Regions from separate parts of the Sus scrofa genome. Here regions 1, 2 and 3 are each linked to region 4. A link is a contact called in public Hi-C and HiChIP or PLAC-seq data. All regions are on one chromosome and are shown on one strand. The core of a region is the stretch at or near the end of the contact, and the rest is flanking DNA. Distances in the headings are between cores, read along the strand shown.

The links. A called contact is a pair of places that touch in the nucleus more often than the background predicts. HiChIP or PLAC-seq counts read pairs in DNA pulled down with a chosen protein or histone mark.
Region 1: an H3K27ac HiChIP or PLAC-seq map of alveolar macrophages shows a contact between it and region 4. The contact joins two enhancer-like sites. A contact is called at or near these places in 1 of 47 Hi-C or Micro-C datasets (embryonic fibroblasts) and 1 of 2 datasets of contacts at active chromatin or transcription factors (alveolar macrophages).
Region 2: a contact with region 4 is called in a Hi-C map of alveolar macrophages, with 2.9 times the contacts expected there. The contact joins two enhancer-like sites. A contact is called at or near these places in 2 of 5 promoter capture datasets (fetal liver and liver), 22 of 47 Hi-C or Micro-C datasets (adipocytes, adipose tissue, alveolar macrophages and 15 more) and 2 of 2 datasets of contacts at active chromatin or transcription factors (alveolar macrophages and skeletal muscle).
Region 3: an H3K27ac HiChIP or PLAC-seq map of alveolar macrophages shows a contact between it and region 4, with 5 times the contacts expected there. The contact joins the promoter of RASAL2 here to the enhancer-like site in region 4. A contact is called at or near these places in 7 of 47 Hi-C or Micro-C datasets (alveolar macrophages, embryonic fibroblasts, epiblast stem cells and 3 more) and 2 of 2 datasets of contacts at active chromatin or transcription factors (alveolar macrophages and skeletal muscle).

The regions. Positions count from the first base shown.
Region 1 is chr9:119,966,199-119,972,019 of Sscrofa11.1, reverse strand. All of the region lies in intron 1 of RASAL2 (ras GTPase-activating protein nGAP), which reads right to left. Among named protein-coding and RNA genes, the nearest start is that of RASAL2, 28 kb to the right of the region's middle. Within about 2 kb of position 2,184, at least 4 of the 83 cell types and tissues checked have an H3K27ac peak or open chromatin away from gene starts, as enhancers often do. A contact at or near this core is called in alveolar macrophages, where this site is marked.
Region 2 is chr9:119,902,918-119,908,533 of Sscrofa11.1, reverse strand. No RefSeq gene overlaps it. Among named protein-coding and RNA genes, the nearest start is that of RASAL2, 36 kb to the left of the region's middle. Within about 2 kb of position 2,468, at least 10 of the 83 cell types and tissues checked have an H3K27ac peak or open chromatin away from gene starts, as enhancers often do. A contact at or near this core is called in alveolar macrophages, where this site is marked.
Region 3 is chr9:119,937,721-119,943,485 of Sscrofa11.1, reverse strand. RASAL2 (ras GTPase-activating protein nGAP) reads right to left here and starts at 2,183. Exons shown (of 18, transcript XM_021063720.1): 1 at 1,292-2,183.
Region 4 is chr9:120,125,397-120,130,740 of Sscrofa11.1, reverse strand. All of the region lies in intron 1 of RASAL2 (ras GTPase-activating protein nGAP), which reads right to left. Among named protein-coding and RNA genes, the nearest start is that of RASAL2, 190 kb to the right of the region's middle. Within about 2 kb of position 2,215, at least 3 of the 83 cell types and tissues checked have an H3K27ac peak or open chromatin away from gene starts, as enhancers often do. A contact at or near this core is called in alveolar macrophages, where this site is marked.

The DNA.
Region 1 (5,821 bases), core at 935-3,434, 160 kb after region 4:
AGGTGAAGTTAGTGGAAAATGCTAAAGATAAAAAAGCACAACTGGGTTTTTTGTTTTTCTCTGTTTTAAAGTTTGTAGAGAGAAACACAAAGCAGAGAGAGATCTAGGGTTTGAGAAGAAAGAGTGTAATGACAACAAATGACAAAGACAAAACAGAACTACTTGATTTCTCTTAACAGAATGTAGAAGTACTGGATTGGAGTCTCTAAGCAAGTCACAACCTGTTTCAGACTCAGTTTCTTCACTTCTAATCCTGTCTATTTCACAGAGGTGCTATGAAGAACACAGAGGAAAAGGCTTATCATGTATGCCCAAGAGCTCCACAAATATGTTTTTAATCCCTTAGTAAGCTAAATACATTTTTAAAAGAAACATTAAGAGGAAATTGGAAAGAGAAAAAATTTACTCACAAAACTCTACAGGTGATCTTTTACATAAAGAAAATACTGCACTGATTTTCATAAAGGAGTTAGGAGTAGGGCTCAGAAACCTATCAGTTTAGAAACCTAAATCACCAGTAAGTCTGGGGACACTCACTCATCTGGAAAAGTTGAAAATGTATAATGAAACAGGCGATTTTTGAAAACTTGGGAAAAAGAAGGTTACTAAGATCCTACTCTGATTCCTTTTAACTCATTGAAAGAAATTGAAAGAACTGTATTATCATATTCCAAATCTTAATTGAGCTTTATTTTTAAGATCTTGCTATTTTCTTCATTCAAGGTTACTTCTGAATATGTCTTTTTTTTTTTTTTAGGGCGGCACCAATGGCATATGGAGGTTCCCAGGCTAGGGGTCAAACTGGGAGTTGCAGCTGCTGGCCTGCACCACAGCCATAGTAACACAGGATCTGAGCCGCGTCTGCGACCTACATCACAGCTCATGGCACTGCCAGATCCTTAACCCACTAAGCAGGGCCAGGGATAGAACTCATATCCTCAGGGAAACCAGTCGGTTCTTAATCCACTGAGCCACAATGGGAGCTCCATAATACAAGTAAATCTATTTTAAAATGCAGCTTTAGGAGTTTCCATTGTGGTTCAGCAAAAATGAATCTGACCAAGGTTTGATCCCTGGCCTCACTCACTGGGTTAAGGATCTGGCATTGCCATGAGCTGTGATGTAGGTCGCAGACGAGGCTCGGATCCCGCGTTGCTGTGGCTATGGCAAGGCCAGTGACTACAGCTCTGATTCAACCCCTAGCCTGGGAACCTCCATGTGCTGCGGGTGCAGCCCTAGGAAGACATTAAAAAATAAAATAAAATACAGCTTTACTAGTTACTTGGGAGATATACTTAGGGGCTTTTTAAAAATTAAAATATAAAAACAGCATACAATGCTTAAACAGAGTGGGTTAGAGTTCAGTTCATCTCAGAAATTGAACCCAAAAACTATTCAGGTCCAATCATCCGAAAGATTACTATTCACAACAGTATCAGTGACTGTGGTACTCAAAGAGCTTCCAGTTAAATCTATCAGAGAAAGGAAAAAGGAGTATTTTGATTTTTGCAAACACAGAATAATCTCATCCCAAGGTCTTCAAAAGTATCCTTTAATATATGGCATGAATCTACAAAATTAGAACAATATTAATCTTACCTAATAAGGCTGCTGTAAGATTAAACCGAGACATATTATGTGTGAATACGTTTTGAAGAATTAGTAAGTCTTACACAATGTTAGATATTTTATAAGCCTATGTGGACAAATGAATTAAACCAATAATTATAAAAATTAACAACCTATTTTGTTAAGAAACACTGAGCAAAAAGTACATTAACTGTAGTTCCTCTTTTTTAAAAAAAATGATCTAAAAATAAAATCACAAAAGACTTTCCTATCATTATATTACCTTGTGAATTCTTCTACCTTCATGTACACAGAGCTTTAATTAACTAAGTAGTATATACCCTCATGGAACCCACATCTTCATAAGGCCATAGTATTAAAGAAATACTACTGTTAGTTGTAGAATGATCAAATTAATTAAAGAATATTTCATCAAAGAAACTGTTACTATTAGCTGTGAGACTATCAAAACAAATAAAATTCCCGTTCAGTTAAGTAGCCTTCAATACAATAAAGGAAATAAAACATACACACAAATAAGTGGAATACAAGTTGAATGATGAAAAGTTCCGTAACAGCTATGTAAGCAAAGTTCAACAGAAGTTCAGAGACAGGAGAAGTTATTTCTAGCGAAGGGGAGAGTACAGAAAGAGATGTTAGGGGAAAAAGTCCTATTTGTGCTGGGTCCTAAAGGATGAGGAGGATGTTGAAACATTCCTAAATAAAACACACACTTCCCTGGAAGAAAAATACCTCCCGTTCACTGGGGGGGAAAAAACGATTATCTCATTAAGTAGTACCAACATCCCTCCAATATGTATTTCCCACTGAACTAGAAGTTCCCCTTTTCACATCTCCCTATCCTTCCCCACAATCCCAGTGCTCGTATCTATCACCATATCTTATCCATTTCAACCTCCTGTATCTCTCTCCAAGCTGCCCACCCTTCTCTTCTCCATCATCACCATCTCCCTAGTCTGAATTACCATTGTCCTTGCCCATATTACAATCAGCTTCTGACTGGTCTCCCTGATCCTCACCAATTTGTCTTCTACACTGAAAATACTGTGGTCTTTTCTAAAGCAAATACACCAGTCATCACTGTCAGACCCCAATTCTTCACACACGGTTACTGGTCTAGCCTCCTTTTATAACACATGCCCGCTCACAATTTCTGATCCAGCCACTCCCGTCTTTCCTGAGTCTTAGGCTCACTAACAGCAGGACCTCTGCACATGCTGCCCTCTTCATCTGGAACACGTGCCCACTCTTAACTCCCGTCTCCTTGATAACTCCTACTCACCCCTTAGATCTTAGTCCCTCAAGAAAGTCTTCTCTATTCTCCCAAACTAAATTAGACCATTTAGTTACACACTCTTAAGAAGCTGTATAATTTCTGAGGTAGTATTTGTTACAACTGTAATTTTATATCTATTTGGTATTTAATTAACAATTACCTCCCTGATTAAACTGTAAGCACCATTAGGATAGGGTTCACAAATAATTTTGCCTTAGGTTAGACCTGCCAACAAACCTTATCTGTTCCCACGTCGATGTTTTCTTTTCAGTCAAAGTATTTATGGTGAACCATGGAGAGGCGTCACTGTCCTGCCTACTAAAACATGCAGTCTGTAAACCAAATGCAGGCCCCTCACCACTTCCCCTCCCCGCACTGTTGCTTCCCAATGTCTATTTGGCAAAAATTACTTCATTTTTTAACCTAATAATAAGCATGATTTACTAGCTTAACTGCCTGTTAGTAAGAGGCTTAAGAAGTTTAGTCTAAACCTAGAAAAAGTGACTCTGCTTGCCAAAAAGTATCTTCAGAAAAGGGGGAGAGAAGTGTTTCAGTGATTTATTCAGGTCAAATAAACATTCCCAACTTCCACTCCACCATTTATAGGAAGAGATGTGCTGTGAAATGTGTCATCAGGGCTTATGCCATTAACAGTCTGTAGTGTATTTGGAGGAATCTGAAGTAGGAGATGAAGTTTTTTATTGTATTGAATCAGATGGCTACATGGGCGATACTAAGGAGATACAATGACCTCTTTGGAGCACTGACTTTAAATAAGAAAAAGGCATTAAAGAAACCCAACTTGCCAAAGCTTTAGTAGCTCACGATCACACCTCCATGAAGAGGTCAAAACAGCAGATTGGAAACTGCACAAAGAACAGAAGATGACGGCTGATTTGCTCTAGGGCGAGTTGTCATTCAGGCTCAAACCAGATAGAGAGACACTTCAATCAGTCAAGATGGATTAGCAAAGAATAGATTTACCCTTCTGCCTGAAACAACTAAAATTATTATTTTCCCATATTATTTAAATCTTTTTAAAAGACAGTCAACTATTTGAAGCAAAAAATAATCTTTTTTTGTGGGGTTTGTAAGTAAAACATAAGAAAACAACGACACAAAAGCCAGAAAGTGAAAAATGTTAACTTTAATTTTATAAGGTTCTTTTACTATCCATGAAGTAATATATTACCACTGGAAGGCAGACTACTACAAGTTAAAAGATGTACACTATATGAAATAAAAAGCAATCTCTAAAGTAAACAAAGTAGAAAGTGGAATTATAAAAAATACACAATGAATGCAAAAAACATTAAAAGTAAAAAAAGATTTAAAAAAAATATGACAAATAAAGCCTAAATAGTAAGATAGTAGATTTAAACCCAACCATTCAAATTAAACCCAGTCACATTAAACATAATCCCATTAAATATAAATTGTCTAAATACCTCAATGGAAAGGTGAATAAAAGATCAAGACTCAACTAACTGCTGCCTACAAGAAACCCACTTTAAATATAAGGACACAAGTGGGTAAAAGTAAAAGGATGGGAGTTTCCATTGTGGCTCAGCAGAAATGAATCTGACTAGGATCCATGAGGATGCAGGTTCTATCCCTGGTCTCGCTCAGTGGTTTAAGGATTCGGCACTGCCGAATCTGGAATCTGGCGTTACTGGCGTTACTGTGGTGTGGGCCAGCTCCTACAGCTCCAATTCAACCCCTAGCCTGGGAACCTCCACATACCTCCGATGCAGCCCTAAAAAGACCAAAAAAAAAGTAAAAGGATGGAAAAAGATATTCCATGCTAACACAAATCACAAGAAAGCTAGAGTGGCTATATGAATACCAGATAAAGTAGATTCCAGAATAAAGAATATCACAGTGATAAGGAAGACCATTTCATAATGATAAAGAATACAATAATACTATTTCTTCATCAGGAGGACATGATACACATAAACGTTTATGCTCCTAATAACAAAGCTTCAAAATACATGAAGAAAAACCTTATAGAACTACAGAGAAAAAATAGACAAAACTACAATTATACCAAAGACTTCAACAAATCACTCAACAATTGATAGCAAATCAGGCAGAATACAGAAGATCTGCACAACATCATTAATCAACTAGACCGAATAGATATTTATCAAACCCTCCACTCCACAACAGCAAACACACATTTGTTTTAAGTGCACACTATATTCTAGGCCATAAAATAAGTCTCAGTAAATTTAAAAGGATTCAAACCATACAAAGCATATGACGTGACCACAAATTAGAAATCAGTAACAAAAAGATATCTGGAAAATCCTCAAATATTTGTAAACTATGTAACACACTTCCATAAAGCCCATGAGCTGGAGTTCCTGCTGTGGCACCAAGGGATTTGCAGCATTTCCACAGCTCCAAGACACAGGTTCAATCCTCGGCCCAACACAATGTGTTAAAGGATTCCTGCAGACACAACAAAGGGTGCAGCTGAGGCTTGGATCTGATCCTTGGCCTGGGAACTCCACATTCCACAGGGCGGCCAAAAAAAAAAAAAAAAAAAGCTTATGAGTCAAAGATGGTATCAAAAAAATTGAGAAATTATTTTGAATTGAATGAAACACCCTTCCAAAAACACATTTGTGGGCTGCAACTAATACAAGACTCAGAGGAACATTTACATGGAAACATCTTTATTATAAAAGAAGAAAAGTCACCAATCAATGACCTCAGTGTCTACATTAAGAAACTAGCAAAGGGATAACAAATGAACCCAAAGTAAACAGAAGAAAGGAAAGAATAAAGGTCAGAAGAGAAATCAGTAAAATTTGAAAGGAAAAAGGAAGGAAAAAAGCCAATGAAATCAAAAGCTGATTCTCCAATCAATAAAATTGATAAAACTAAACCAGACTAACGGGAGGATAAAACAGGGAAGATACAAGTTTACAGTATCAGGAATGAGAG
Region 2 (5,616 bases), core at 1,219-3,718, 220 kb after region 4:
TTTGTGATGTGAGGTCAAGTCAAAGTCCTAACTGAGTTATAAGCCTAATAAAACAGCAGTTACGGAGGTCTCTTGTGACCTCGAGAGTAGGTAGAGTAGGCCTCTCTGTGTATTTCGCATGCATTCTCTACCCCGTTCACAAGTCTGCTGTTTCTCCTTTGCATTGCTTCTAACCCCGGTCAAGGGTGGTGCCTAAAGCATGCAAACAAGGAAATGGGGTTCAGACTCATCCCCCTTCCCATCCGGCGAGGCCCCGCCTCCCTGTCCACTTTGCCTGAAATGGCCTTTTGTGAAGGGGTGTCCAGCTTGTAACAGCCACACCTCTTAGGCTGTTCCTGTCTCCTCTGCTCTCTGGTGTGGAAAGCTGACCTCAGAGAGAACCCTCTGCTTGGAAAGGGTTTCCTGGGGACGATGACTGAGGATGGTGACTGGGGATGGAGGAATGCAACTGGAGGCGTCCCGTTAAAGGGAGAGACTGGGAGTTCCTGTCGTGGCGCAGCAGAAACGAACCAGACCAGGAGCCACGAGGACGTGCGTTCGATCCCTGGCCTCGCTCAGTGGGTTAAGGATCTGGCATTGCTGTGAGCTGTGGTGTAGGCTGCAGACACGGCTTGGATCCTGTGTTGCTGTGGCTGTGGTGTAGACCAGCAGCTACAGTTCCGATTTGACCCCTCGCCTGGGAACCTCCATATGCCACAGGTGCAGCCCTAAAAAAAAGGGAAAGACGGATTCCTTCGGCTTTATTGGCTTATTAACACTGACCCTGGTACAGGCGGAACCTCCTCAAGTGCAGATCTGATCAGGGCACTATCCCCTGCTCGCAATCCTTCAATGGCTCCCCAGTACCCTTAGCATACTGTCCGCATATCCCCATGAAGGTTTACAAGGCTCTGAAAGAGCTGGCTGTGCTTGCTTTGCATCCCCCACCACACTGTTTAGCACAATTCCCCTGCCTGCTCCCAACTCCACTAGCTCTACTGAATTTCTTTCAGTTCCTCAAATATCTGCTTCTTTTCTTCCCCAGCTTTCAACTATGCCCTTTCTCGCTGCTCCTGACTCATCCTTTACCTTCTCCTGTTGAATGTTTGTACCCCTGCAGCCTCCTTCACCACCACGGCTGAGTTAGGCTTCTCCCCTTCGAGCTTCCACAAACCTACTGCTTAACCCATCACTCACACTGCTTTGTAATTACGTGATTGTTTGTCTGTCTCTCCTGCTGGATTGTAAACACCCAAGGGCAGCACTAAGGCGTCTGTCTTGCCCACGGTTGTCTTCCCAGTGTGTGGCCAGTGCCTGGCACAGGGCAGTGCCCCTCAAGGATTTGTTGAATCAATGGGCATCATGCCAACATGACAAAAGGAGTCCCAGTGGTCCTTCTCGGATTTACATTTGCCAAGTTTTAGTTCAGTGTCTCCTGAGACACGAAGAAGGGCTCTGAATTCAACAGACATGTGTTGCAGTGGGGCTGCCTGACATTGCTTCTCCTATTCCTGTCCCATCCTGCCTGTTCCAGGAAGCTGTCTCAGGAATCCCCATGTACCGTTTTCCCAGTCAGCTCAGGGCCAGCAGGGAAGTTCCTTGTTTGTACACATACTGTCACCTGTTTGTTTCAGATTTAGTAATTAATTCTATTTCCCATTAGCTTGAAAATTAATTTACTATTTTTTAATTTTATAATAATTTTTTCTCCATTATAGCTGGTTTACAGTATTTTGTCAATTATCTACTATACAGCAAGGTGACCCAGTCACACATACATGTGTACATTCTTTTTTATCACATTATCACGCTCCATCATAAGTGACTAGATATAGCTCCCAGTGCTATACAGCAGGATCTCATTGCTTATCCATGCCAAAGGCAATAGTTTGCATCTATGAACCCCAAATTCCCAATCCATCCCACTCCTTCCTCCTCCCCCTTGGCAACCACAAGTCTGTTTTCCATGTCCATGATTTAATTTACTGTTAATTATATTTATTTGCAAATGATTTCATATTTCTGCCTGATTTTTCTTCCCCATATTTTTTCCTCTTTTCTTTCTTTTTTTGGCCATACCCACCACATGTGGAAGCTCCCAGGCCAGGGATGGAACTGGAGCTACAGCAAAGGCCCAAGCCATAGCAGTTAACAATGCTGGATCCTTAACCCACTGAGCCACCACATTTTTCTAAAGAGTAGGAAGAATGTCTTTTGTCAGTCCTTTTAATACTTGATGTTGTTTTGGTTCACAATTTGTAGATATATAATGAATAAACATAGGATGATTTAACATCTAATTTTTTTTTAGAAACCGGATTTATTACAGCACCATTGTGGAAATGCATGCTAGATGTATCTGGTGATGTGGCAATTGGACTAAGTTTCTTAAAGGAAACTGTGGTTCCAGGATGGGCTTGGAAACTCTGGCCCAGAACGATGAGGCGCCACAGCCCTGGTCGGTTGGCAGGAAGCCCACAGCCTGGGAAAAAAAAGTTGTTCTAGGGTGCCCTCTAGTGATCCAAGGCACCACTAGGTCAGAAGCCAGGGCCAGAGGCTCTTGAACTTCAGCAGGAAGCAGAATCAATGGGGGAGCCTAATAAAACTACAGATGCCAGGATGCCAGGATGCCAGGCCAGCTGGGAGAAAAATCCTTTCAATCAGCATCTTCGGGGATCTGATGCACTGGCCACGGATCACACTTTGTGAAATACTGATTATGGGATGCCCATCAGAGAGAATGTTCCAGATATGTAATCTGAGAACACCCGATCTCATTCTTCAGGACCAATCACTGACTCCTTGCTGACTATTCAAGGGTGGACAGGAGTGAGAAAAAGGGAGACAAAGCGATGGCCTAGACCTCTGATGTGAAATACAATCCAGGACATATAAGAACAGCCAGCAATGTTTTTAGCTGGACCATTGAGCAGATGTTTTAGGGAAGATTGTGTCACCTTCTCTCTCTCTCTCTTTTTTTTTTTTGCCACAACCATGGCATGCAGAAGTTCTGGGGCCAGGGATCCATCTCCTGCCACAGCAGCACCCTAAGCCACAGCAGTGACAATGCTGGATCCTTAACCCGCTGTGCCACCAGGGAAATGCTGTGTCACTTTCTCTTGCTGCCTGTCTATTCTCCGATCTCATGGAGGGAAGCCCCTCTTCTCTTTTCGTGCTCTTCCTGGCAGTGGGTGCTTGGTTTCTATTGCGCCTACAGTCCATGGCCAACTCCGTGTCAGACTGTTCATGGGTATCATCTCTGGAAGTCCCTGGAACCATCACAGGTGAGGCATGCTTTATGCCATACAAGCGGAGGGAAGGTTTGCAGGACAACTGGTTCAAGCAGAGACAACAGCTAGAATCTGCTTTCCCACATTCTGTACTTACACTAAGTGAACTCACTAGAAAGATAAATAGAGCAACAACCATATCCTTTTCTCTATTGTAAAAGAGCTAATTCCTGTTCAGAAAGAGAATAATGTCCATCAGTGATAAAATAAAAATTGCATCTCTGAATCCCTGTCGGTATAGTTATCCATCAGTATCCCAGGGGAGTGGGGGTGGGGAGAATTGACTCTAGACACCAAAATCCACGGATGCTTAAGTCCCTTATATAAAACAGTGTGGTACAATCTGCCTCCATATCCATTGGTCCAGAATCCGTGGATACCAAGGGCTGACTGTACTTTTCTTCCTTCCTCCTGATAATTTCAGTTGAAGGCTGCTGCTTTAATTAGGGGCTTGTTAGCACATTAGAATGTTTGTTGAACCTTGCAAGGTGATAAATCACTCTGATTTGCAGTCTAGTAGTTAGGTCTAATTATTTTATGTGCTTTTTAATGTACTAATAGCATCTAATGAATTCGGTTAAATGGTAAAATCACATTTATTGAGTGTCTATGTGTCTGGACTCTGTGTTGGGCCTTGGAAATATAAAACAGGATAGGGAAGGGTGAGTGTGCACCCCGCAGGGCTTGGAGCCTAGAGGGGACATTATCTCTGATGCAAAGTGATGGGGACCTTACCAGAAATATGAATCCAGGGCTAGGATCTCACAGGACAATGATGTCTCTCCATGGAACTGGCTGAATAAACAAATGCTCTCACAGATACACACTAATATCCTAATAATTGATAAGCTTGAGAATTTCAATGGGGAATACTCATTTCAGTGGGAAATTCAGAGTATTCCAATGGGGAAAAACCACATCATTCATTTCCAAATTTTCTTGGGCAAAAGAGTTATCCAATCTCTCTTCTCACAAATAACAACGTTTTCTTTCATTCTATCCCCCCACCCCCACCCCACGATATCTTTAAAACAAAACATGAGGTGCTGGCCTGATGCCATCCGTTTTCAGTCCTGCTCATTTGCTTGTCCGGAAAACTTTAAGCACAGGCTCAGAGAGCCCTTAATGAGAGTGCTCATTAAAAAGCTGTCTGAAATGGGGAAACAAATTACAGGCACAGCACAGCCCACTCTTCCTCCTCATTTCCTTCTCCCCCCTCCCAGACGGCAACATTACAAACGACAAGGTGAAGTGAGTCATCAGGTCGAAAAAAGGCACTTGCCGGATGGGTCTGTCTTTACCTTGCCGCTTTGATGACATTTATCTTGCTTCACTGCAGCACTAAAATGTTGCCCAAACAGCAGGAGGGCCCTGTGCATGTAATGATGGCCTTGGTAAAGGCTTTGATTGTGTGTATTTGGGTGGAACTTGAGCTTGTAATTGGCGAATGCGCACATTGTCTGATTTCAGAGACTCTCCCTGGAAAGCCTGTTTATTCCTGGGGAAAGGGGAAGTTTCTTTCCTTCTAGGTGTATCTGTGACCACCTTTTTTTTTTTTTTTTTTTTTTTTGTCTTTTTGCCTTTTCTAGGGCCGCTCCCTCAGCATATGGAGGTTCCCAGGCTAGGGGTCCAATCGGAGCTGTAGCCACCGGCCTACGCCAGAGCCACAGCAACGCGGGATCCCAGCCTCATCTGCGACCTACACCACAGCTCATGGCAACACTGGATCCTTAACCCACTGAGCAAGGCCAGGGATCGAACCTGCAACCTCATGGTTCCTCGTCGGATTCGTTAACCACTGCGCCACGATGGGAGCTCCCCGGGACCACCTTCTGAAGGTTTCCTCGGGACTCTTGCTTCAGGATGGCAGCGATCCTACTCAGGGTTGGTCTGGCTACCTTGTGTCTTACAAAGTCACTCTCTGCAGCTCTCAAGTTGGCAATTTCGTGGGCTAGGATAGGCTTCCTGCCTCCCGGCTCAAAAGGAAGTGATGGTGGTGTTGGCCCCCAGGGAGGAAGAGATGGGAGATGGGTTTTATTTTTTTCCTCCTTCTTCTCATCCTGGAGTTTGCAAAAGGAAGGCTACAAATACCAAACAATTCTTCCACACCTGGTAGCTGGAGCAATGTTTGTGGGGAAAAGGAAATCCTTCCCACCAACGTGCCATATACAGGTCACTGGGGTGGAGGCACTTTCAGTTCAAAATGTGCAGCATGGTTCTTTTCTGTGCTGAGGCAGGGAGACTACATCCTTTAAAGTCAGAAGCCTAGGGTTGAGGGTTTTTTAGCCTTGTCTCTTGCTAGCTGTTTGATGCTTTAGAATTTGCAAAGTGCCTCTAAAATCTCAGT
Region 3 (5,765 bases), core at 934-3,433, 190 kb after region 4:
GCTTTAATTCTTTCAGTTAATTAAAACAACATCGAGAAACATTTTAAAACATCCAGCCAAATACAAAGGGCTAATACATAAATCCTTAAGAATAAAATTGCTGGATTTTTAGAACTGAGAAGACCAGTACGAGATCATTTAATCCACTCATTTTACAGATAAGGAATCCCAGGTCAAAAAAGTGACCTGATATGCTCCAAATCACACAGCCACTTAGGGGCAGAACTGAGACAAAAACTTGGATCTCTGGATTCCCAGTTCTATGATCTTTCTGATAGTAATAGACTTAAAGTCTTGAAATTAACTGAACTATCCAGGAAGACAACATTAAAGTCATAAACACAAACCCTGTTCAGAAGGATTAAAAAAAAAAAAAAAAAAGGATTGTACTTGATCACTACAGGCTTAGATGCGCACGACTTCAGGATAACATCTTAACAGTGTGCTGATACCAGGTGCTTCAAATTTGCCATCTTCTCCTCAGCCACATTACTAATGTCTTTCGTATTCCTGTAAGCTAAGCGATAAACACGTTGACGGTTCAGTGTTTTGGAAAGACACAGCTCAGTTCTGAATGCCAGGCTATGGGTTTTCCAAAGCACCATGGTTTTAATGCTGCCACAAGACTCACCCTAACAGAATCTCATCATTCAGTTTTAATTAAAGAGGTGGTTACTAGGAATGCAGAAAGGGAAAGTTTTAGTGTGTTCATCACTTTTTAACTTGCTGAGTAGCAACCCAGTCACTTTACAAAGAGCACCAGAAACAATAGTGCAATCTAAAACAATCCACACCCCTTCGACTAAGTGTCTGCCTTTAGAGAGTGAGGTTCATAAAGAGGTTATAGAATTAGACTGTTTCCATCAAATAAATTTTGGTTTTCATTTTATTATTGTATCCTCTGCTAAGATTGTTCATTATATCTTGCTTTCCAGCCTTGTCTCATTCAAGAAAAAGAAATGAAACCCCATTCACTTGATTTCATGGTGTGTTCTTGAAGACTGTCTACTTCCCTTGAAGTAACCACCTAAGAATTAAGTCTGCATAGTCCAACTCCATCTTAAACTTACTGCAGGTGCCTGAAAAGGTCCAAAGATCATACTGAGTCACACCTCTCTCCCCCAGTACTAGTCTGGAGAAACTTGTTAGGAATGCACTCCATAACAAAAAGGGATGTGGAAAACGGACCCTGGATGGATGGGGACTCAGAACGGATCAGAGACCAGGGAATGAGTTTCAGCCTGAGCAAAGACAAGAAACACTAGCCTCTAAGACGGCCTTTCGTCCTTACCGTACACCCGGACCCAGCTCTGCTGCTGGCACACGGACTCCAGGAGGATCCGATCCAACATGCCACCGGCCACGGCGCCACTGACTGGGACAACGGCTTCCAGCTCCTCAGGAGGAAGCGGCGAGTCGGACTCCAGTCCCGGGAACATCTCCGGCCAGGACAGCGCCTCCGCGGCTCCGCCGGACGGCAGGGAGAGCTCCATGGTGCCCCGGAGGGACAAGGCGGCGGCGGCGGGGCGGGCGCGCGGATCCGCGCCCTGCCTGCGGGAAGGGGAGGAGGAGAGCGCAGCTGCGGGGGCAAGGACCGGAGCGGCAGCCGGCGCGGACGCGGCTCACCTCCTTCCCCGGCGCCCACTGCCCGCGTCTCGGAAGCTGCAGCCCACCTGCAGCCTGCGGGCGGGACCCAGGCCGGGAGGCGGATCCAGCGTGGCCCCGGGCGGGGGTGGGTCCGGGCTCAGGTGTGGGTCCCTCCCGGGAGGGGACGTGGAAAGACCCGGGAGGGGCGGCTCGCCTGCCTGCCCCCTCGGAGCCGCCTTTCGGTGCCCGGGTCGGCGTCCCCCGCGGTCGGATCCGGCCGGGGGTGGGGATGGAGCGGGGCCGGGCAGGGCTGGGCGGGGGGCGTCGCCGCCAGGGGCTGCCCCCTTTGACCGGCTCCCGCCGCCGCCGCCGCCTCGGGGGCTCCGAGTGTCCGCTTCCTCAGCCTGGAGGAGGGCGGTGACCCCGGTTTCTCGCCTGCCTGTCCTCAGCACCCACCCCAGGAATGAGCCGGCCCGCCCCCCTAACTCTCAGGCCACTGCTCCTGCCGTGGCTCCAGCTCAGGCTCCAGCTCTGCCGCGGCTCCCACAAGCCCGGCAGCCGCGGCCGTGGTGGCGGCGGCAGGCGGCATCCCAGGGTGATAGGCCGGAGCAATCGAGGGCCGAGAGCCCAGCCGCGTATGCAACTGAGTAACGAAGCGGAGGAGGAACTGCCGCCGAAGGCAGGAAAAATCGGACACCGAGTTATTCATTCAGCCAGTCCCGCCTACTTTCCAAATAATTCTTTCTCCAACCGCCCTGCAGTGTTTGTCCTGGTCGCTGGGTCTCCCGGGCTGCTGCTTGAAGTGGAGCTGACATGGGGAGGCGGGGAGGAAAAGGGGTGCGGGAAATTTAAAAAGGAAGGAAAGAGCTTCCCTTTCCACTATTCCCACTTTTTCCCTTTTAGGTAGGCATTTATGTCTTTGCTTATTTGAACTAACTTTTCTTTCTTATTGGAGGAAGAGATTGAAGAGGTTGCTTTATTTTTCAGTCACCCTAGAGGAAACGCCTCCTTCCTTCCCAGAGAGGAGAGTTGGCAGAGAGGTCTGGGATTGTGGGATTGTGTGGGATCCGCGCACTCTGCCCCGTCCGCGCTGAAGCTGGACTTGTCATCGGTTTAGAATAGCATGGTTAAGAAGTGTGGTGTGGATGGATGGACGGGCCTCCCAAGCCCATGAAATGCTCAGAAAAGCCCAGTATTGACCAAACACGTTTCTTTTTCCCTTTGATCTTTGTGCAATATGTTGGCTTTTTCTCCAGAGCCTCTGATGATGTAACTTGCGTTTTTTCGGTTGTGGTATTTTTTGTTTTTGTTTTTTTGTTTTTTTAATAGATTTGTGAGCTGTCTTCCTTGACCTTAGGTTTAATTTTCTGCCCACCCAAAGCAGTATTCACCAGTTCAGATTTAAGTGGTCGCTGGAAAAGTAATAATTAGGATTTCAAAATTGAAAAGTAGCAACTTAAAAGTGTCTTGCACATAGGTTTGCAAAAATGTTTATTGAACACAGCTATGTAAAGGGGGCAAGGTTTCCATAAGTTTACTTTTTTTTTTTTTAACACCTTTTAGGGAGGTTTATTTAGTTCTTTCCCTGGTTTCTCCCTGCTTTGTACAAGGAGACTAGGCTACAAGAGACATTTTAGTTTTCTGGTTTTGTGGTACCATGGTGTACTGTTTGGGCTTATCAAGACCTATGAGAACACACTTTGTAATTTTCTCCAAACTCTTATTTAGAGTAATAGTATTTTCACAGCAGGAAGTAGCCTTAGAGGTAATCTCATCATGCCTCTTAACAGGTGAGGAAACTGAGGAATGAATGGCCATGTTAACCTGGCAGACCAACAACCAAAACACAGAGGTCAGCACGGTCTCAAAGATATTGATTATTTCAGCTTCTTTCCCTCAAGAACCTTTTGTAATTAAGCTTGTTTATCTGACTGCATAGACAGACTTCCAATCTTTTTTTTTTTTCTTTTTTTGTCTTTTTAGGGCTACACCCACAGCATATGGAGGTTCCCAGGCTAGGGGTCTTATTGGAGCTGTAGCTGCTGGCCTACACCACAGCCACAGCAATGCCAGATGCAAGCCACGTCTGCGACCTACACCTCATGGCAATGCCAAATCCTTAACCTGCAGAGCAAGGCCACAACCAGAACTCCCTACACTTCCAATTCTAAACCGTCCTATCCTTCAGTGATTGGGTGGACAAAAGAAAGTGTTGAAACTAGAGATTTCAAGCCCTCCACTGAACAGAGATAGAATATTTCTATTTACACTGCATTACTGCTGAAGTCATGGTAACAGAAGTCGGAAAGCAAGGGAATAATGGGATAAAATTTGAGCATCTCTTTATAGATCAGTATATAAGGAATTTAGTTACCCTAGCAATTATTCCAAAGCAGCATTACAAGTGGCGTCTGAAACATTCACAGTGGGTTGGGTTTTTTTTCCTAGCTTGTTCTCTCATTGGTGTCATTCATTCTTGAGCTGAAGAAAAAACTTCTACCAATCCCCAATAATCCTACTTTCTTCATCCAGATTCCCCAAATCCCAGTTCCTGCTTCTGACCTACCCCTTCTGACCCCAGACTGGCTGCAGTGGTTATCTAGTTACTTAAGTAACAGTATGTCTGGAATTTATCTAATGTTTTTAATTTAAAGAGAAAATACTCTCACCACCTGAACAATAATTCTGCAAGATAAGCAGAACCAGTATTTTTTAAAATCACTATTTAGCCAATAGGGGGAAAAAAGAAACTAAAGCATAGAATTCTATTAAGCAACCTACCTAAAGTAGTATATCGGGTTAATAGATTAAAACCCTAGTTTTCTAATTTTTGGATTCACTGATGGATCTGGATTCCTTAAGGGGTTTTGCCCCCTTTGGCTGGTAGAGTTGTTCTAACAGTTGTGGAGCCAAAAGTAAACATTTCATGGTGTTTGTGATTATCACTCAAGAAAAATACTGAAGAAAAACAAAACAAAAGTGATAAACCAATTTGCATTGCTGGGAGGCAGTTAATAATACTTGGATTTATATGGGTGATATCTGCCTGGTGTAATCCCAGATCTTAAAGTGAAGATAACTCCTTTGCTGATGAAGTCTTGGTTTACATTGTAGTTTGCAAACAGGCCTTTGTGTGTGAACTACAATAAAACTAAAGTCTCATTTTCCTGCCTGCCCTATGCCCTCCTTTCTGCTCCCTCTAGAGCTTCTGACACTAAGCTCTCAGAAGTGATCTACACATTTATTGCCATTGAAATTCAACTGCAGGAGTTTCTGTCATGGCGCAGTGGTTAACGAATCCGACTAGGAACCATGAGGTTGCGGGTTCGGTCCCTGCCCTTGCTCAATGGGTTAATGATCTGGCGTTGCCATGAGCTGTGGTGTAGGTTGCAGACGCGGCTCGGATCCCGAGTTGCTGTGGCTCTGGTGTAGGCCGGTGGCTACAGCTCTGATTGGACCCGTAGCCAGGGAATCTCCATATGCCTCGGGAGCGGCCCAAGAAATAGCAAAAAAAAAAAAAGAAATTCAACTGCAAGAATCTAACCCAAGACCCAGGATGGGAGAGAACTAAAAATTGGGGAACTATGGAGGAGAAAAGATAATAAATTCCCCAGGTCGTAGTCTGAAAAACAAAAGCTGGCAACAATCTGAGATTTCCACGAGAAAGAAACGAGCCTTTGGTTTATATATTATCAATAAAAAAGAGAGATGAAGGAGTTCCCATCTTGGCTCACAGGAAATGAATTTGACTGGGAACCATGAGGTTGTGGGTTAGATCCCTGGCCTTGCTCAGTGGATTGGGGATCTGGCATTGCCGTGAGCTATGGTATAAGTCCCAGACTCAGCTAGGATCCTGCCGTTGCTGTGGCTGTGGTGTAGGCTGGCAGCTACAGCTCCGATGGGACCCCTAGCCTTGGGAACCTCCGTATGCCACAGGTGCAGCCCTAAAAAGACCAAAAAAAAAAAAAAAAAAAAAAAAAGAGAGAGAGAGAGAGATGAAAATTTGGAATCTTGGCTGTCAACCCAAGGACCAAGGAAATGTCCAATTTTCTCCTTTGTTTATCTGTCAGAAAACACATATGAGGCATCTCCTTCATCACAAATACTCTTAACTATTTTTTTATGGCCGCCCCCATGGGCCTATGGAAGTTCCTGGGCCAGGGATTGAATCTAAGCCG
Region 4 (5,344 bases), core at 966-3,465:
CTGGAAGTTTGAATCTCTTGGCCCCCCCTTCACCCACCTCACCCACTGCCCCCAAACCTCGTTCCTCCTGGCAATCATCATTCTGTTCTCTGTATCTATGAGTTTTGTTTTATTTGTTCATTGGTTCTGGGTTATAGATTTCACATATAAGTGAGGTCATACAGTATTTGTTCTTCTCTGACTTATTTTATTTAGCATAACAGCCTCGAGGGCCATCCATGTTGTCATAAGTGACAAGATTTCATTTTTTAATGGTGGAGTAGTAATCTATCCATCTACCCAAGGACACTTAGGTTGCCTGCATATCTTGGCTGCTGTAAATAATGATGCAGTAAACACAGGGTTGTTTCTAATTAGTGTTTTCAGGTTCTTTGGAACATGGCATTTCCAAATTTCCAGAAATGAAATGGCTGAGTTGTACGGTAGTTCTATACTTAATTTTTTTGAGGAAACTCCACATGGTTTTCCATAGTTGCTGTACCAATTTACATTCCCATCAACAACAGTGCACAAAGGTTCCCTTTGCTCCACATCCTCACCAACACTTGTTATTTCTTTTTTTTTTTTTTGGCTGTGCATGCAACCTGCAGAAGTTCTCAGTTCCCGGGCCAGGGATTGAACCCACGCCACAGCAGTGACCTGAGCCACTGCAGTAACAACATCAGATCCTTAACCCACTGTACCACAAGGAAACTTCTCTTGTCTTTTTTCATGACAGCCATTTTCAGAAGTGTAATCTCTCACTGTGGTTTTAATTTGCATTTCCCTGATGATAAGGAAAGTTAAGTGCTTTTTCATGTATCTGTTGTCCATCTATATGTTTTCTTTGGAAAAATGTCTATTCAGATATTCTGCTCATTTTTAAATTAGGACTGCTTGGGTTTTTTCTTCTTTTTTTCTGAGTTATATGAGTCCTCTATGTATTTCGGATATTAACTCCTTATCAGATACATGACTTACAAATGTTTTCTCCCATGTAGTAGGTTGCCATTTCATTTCGTTGATGGTTTTCTTTGCTGTACAGAAGCTTTTTAGTTTGACACAGCTCTACTTGTTTACTTTTGCCTTTGTTGCCTTCACTTTGGGGTCAGATCCAAAAAAAAAAAAAAATTAAAAAATTTTTACATGAACTGTTCACTCATTTGTGCTATTGTAAAGCTTGGAACATATTTCAAGCCTAAGTACACATTAGATCCACTGAATAAGGCTTTTATGACACTTCAATATGTATTAAAAGTTATTTAGCCATGAAGGACTAACTCCTTTCAGGAATATTCTGCAGGAGCACCTCAAACTGAAGAAATCAGAAAACAACACCCATGAATACGGAAAGCTGTAAATGGTAAAAAAGTACATTTTATCTATTTAGCGAGAGCCTTCATTACTCTTCCTTTCTATAGACTTCTTTTACAGACTTTCTATAGACTTAAAAGTCTTTTATCACAGGATGATAAATATCCCTGGTATTGACTGACTTCAAGGAAACCTGAATGACTTCCTGGATGGTTTATGCTATAATTACTCAATTATACATAACTATAGCTGCAGATGTGTAGAAAGTAAACAAGCCAGCAATTAGAGCATTAAGTGTACGTCTCTCTTCTTACATCTCCTTATGTGTCCAATATTATCTTCAGTGCTCCTTCTGGCTTAACTTCCTTTGCTCTCTCCAAGTCTATAGCTTTGCATGCTTGTGGAGCTTATCAGTTACCCTCCAAAATAACTCAAAATCCAAGAACCAATAATGTTGCTAGGGCTTGGTTGGACATGTTACTAATTCTTAGAAGTTCACTGTTTTTCATTTTTCCCCTACTTTTCTGCATCTGTCTCCTCTGAACCTCGTACACCAGTACATGCTGCATCAATAGCTTCTCCATTCCACCCCAACTCTCTCTTTCCTACCCTCAACTTTTATTTCAATCAGTTACGTTAAAGTCTTCTTTGTACTTCAAATTTCCTAAAATTGTCAAAGAAAGCTTTAAAGGGACTGACTCTTTATCCTTTATTACACAGATAAGAGATTCTTGTCTAAACTTAAAAACCATGTCAAAGCTGATTTTCTTCACATGATTTGGACAAACAAATGGGTTAGATTTTTACCACAATGCAGGCCTATTTTTAGAGTCAAATACCAAGACCACTTCAGCAGAGGGATGCACCTACTTTATGTGGAAATGTGGTGGTTTTGTGGCCTAGACGAGTTTTCATTCAAATGACTAACCTTCTTATGTAAGTTGGTCATGAGTGACCTAAACTGCTCCATTGTAACTTAATTTGAATAGTAATCTTATGATCCACACTGAACAAGAAGACATTGATAGATTCTGTCCATAAGAATTAGAATATAGGAGATGGTATTATAGCAAAACCCAGATTTCCTGACAAATATAAATCAGCATCAGCACTGAATTTAAGAAAATCTAAATGATCTTCCCTGTGTTATCCCAAGTAATTTTCTTACAGTTGCCCTTACTGTTCTCCCTTCCTGTTCAGCCAGAGCTTTGTTGCTAGCTTCTTCATGGTTTTATGAAACAAAAAGCATTCCGGACCCTGGATTACTCCTCGTCAGTGCTAGAGGTAGAATGAAATAGGCAGCAATATTTTGATGTTTAAAATTTTTCAGTCTGTCTGAATTATGAGGTTGATATGCCATGTTATAAATTTTATAGTTTCACAATTTCTCTATCTATTGTCCACTTTTTGATCATTTCATAAGAATTTATAAAAGGAAGAAACAAGAAAAGTTAGAATAAGGGTGGGATGGTTCTTTTCAGCATTTCTAGATTAAGGTTTAATGGGCATTTTAAGTAACAATATAAGATAAACCTATAAATTTAATGTATTCATTCTATCATGTCCTAACTTCTGTGGCTAAATGAAGGTTTAATAGTAACTTGTAAAGCCTGTTTATTGGGACTGTATTAACAAGACAAACTCAGATTACTGCCTTACTTCACTTTACCAGTTCTACCAATCCTCCCTCCCCCCCTCCTCTAGTGACACAGATTTTATTTCTACTTCCAATTACATTTAGTACCTAAAATTCACTAGAGGAAAGGATAACTACCTCAGAATTACAAATAAGCATCTTTATAGAAAAACTGGAATGAAAATTTAGATTGGCATTGTCTCATTTCCATAAGGATACTAAGGGTACTGAGTACTGGACTTATTACAAAAACTGAATGATTTCAGAAACATTAAAAAGAATCAGAGGTTGCTCAATGAAGCCCACTGGAAAGTGCTTCTTTGAGATTAGATATTATCATGTAGTCTGTAATTTTCTAAATTTTTTGATCTCATGATCCCTTTAGACTTTTAAAATTGACAACTTCAAAGAGCTTTTGTTTATGTAGATTATATTTATCAATATTTACACTAGAAATTAAAACTGAGACATTTTAAATATATTTATTCATTTAATAACAATAATAAGCCTATTGCATGTTAATATAAATAACACATTTTCGATGAAATGTAACTATTTTCCAAAACAAAAAATTAGTGAGAGAAGTGATACTGTTTGAGGTTTTGCAAAATCTCTCCAAAATCTGGCCAGAAGAGAAGACGGTTGAATTCCTTTTTTTTTTTTTTGCTTTTTTAGGGCCGCTGGGGGTACAATCGGAGCCACCAGTCTACACCACAATCACATCAACATGGGATCCAAGCTGCATCTGCGACCTACACCACAGCTAACAGCAATGCCAGATGCTTAACCCACTCATCAAGGCCAGGGATCAAACTTGCATCTCCTCAAGGATACTAGTCAGATTCATTTCTGCTGAGCCAGGACAGGAACTCCAAGCCAGCTGAATTCCTGTATCTATTTCAACATTCAGTCACTTGCTTTATGTTGTTTTGGTTGAAGTATAAAGCAAAAAACATGTACTCACACACATATATAGCTGGAAAAGGGAAGAGTATTTTAATAGCATTTCCAGGTAATTGTGGTCCATCTTTTCCAATACTACACCAAAAACTGACAAGCAACTGCTTCTTAAAAGTGGGGAAAATGTGGAATTTGATACCATTTCAGTTAACTTTTCATACCATGTTACATTAAAAAATCATTGGTCTACCTTGCCTTTCGGGATAGATCTTTTCAACCACATGCATAAATTTGGGACGCTATGCATTAACCATTTAGGAAAAAAAGGTTCACTTCGTTTTGCAGATCTTCCAAATGTTGACAATTTTCACTACATAGTACCAAAAAATCATTTTCATTAATCTTCAGAAAAGTCTTTGTCTCATCAGGAAAGTCTTTAAGTGCTAGAAAGCCATCAAGCTCCAGGTGGCAGGTTCAAGTTTTCCAAAATACTGATCTTTGTTTTAATTCTTAAATCTTACCATTGTCAATAAATAATGTTGGGTTTTTTCCCCCTTAAGAGAGAGGTTTATGTCCTTTTTTCCAGAAAATGTCTGACAGATAACCAAGACTGAATAACCATATTTGTCTTACAATTGATCATTTGAGTAAAAATGGTGTTTCATGAAATACAAATGCTAATAAGTTCACCTCACAGCTTAATCTGCACAAATGCTTTCTCTGGTGACAAGCATCATACGTCTGTATTCAGCTTAAATGTACTTCCCCCTGTCATCACACAAGACATTAAAAACATGTCAACTCTAAGGTTGAGATTTAATAAAACTGAAGTTTTTAAATGAGTTTTCAAGGATATTTTATTTTGTTTTGTTTTTCCGTCCTTCTAGGGCTCCACCTGCGGCATACGGAGGTTCCCCAGGCTAGGGGTCTAATTGGAGCTGTAGCTGCGGGGCTACACCACAGCCACAGCAATGCCAGATACAAGCCGCATCTGCGACCTACACCACAGCTCAGGGCAATGCCGGATCCTTACCGCATTGAGCAAGGCCAGGGATCGAACCCGTATCCTCATGGATTCTAGTGGGATTCAGTAACCACTGAGCCATGAAGGCAATTCCAAGGATATTCTTAAGTAAAACTGCCCTTTTTTTTTTTCCTACTGCACGTGTTAGATGGTACTGCAATGACTACTGGTATCGTTTGTTGCCACTGCCTTGACTCCCTTCACTGCACCGCTAGTTTTACTCATAATTGCTTTTGAATCATCGGTGCAAATGTCAACACAGGGAGGGGGAAAAAAGGCAAGTTTTACTATGAAAATAGTTTTAACCTAGCCAATGAGGGAGATCCTTGGGGTCTAGTGTCTCAGACCATGCTTTAAAAACCACTGCTTAGAGAAGAGGAAGAGGAAGGCAATGAAGAATTCTAAGAAAATATGGCAAGAGTCTGTCAGATGCAGTGGGGAGAAGACCAGAGATTTAATAGAATGGACAGGAGACTAATGTAATGGCCTGG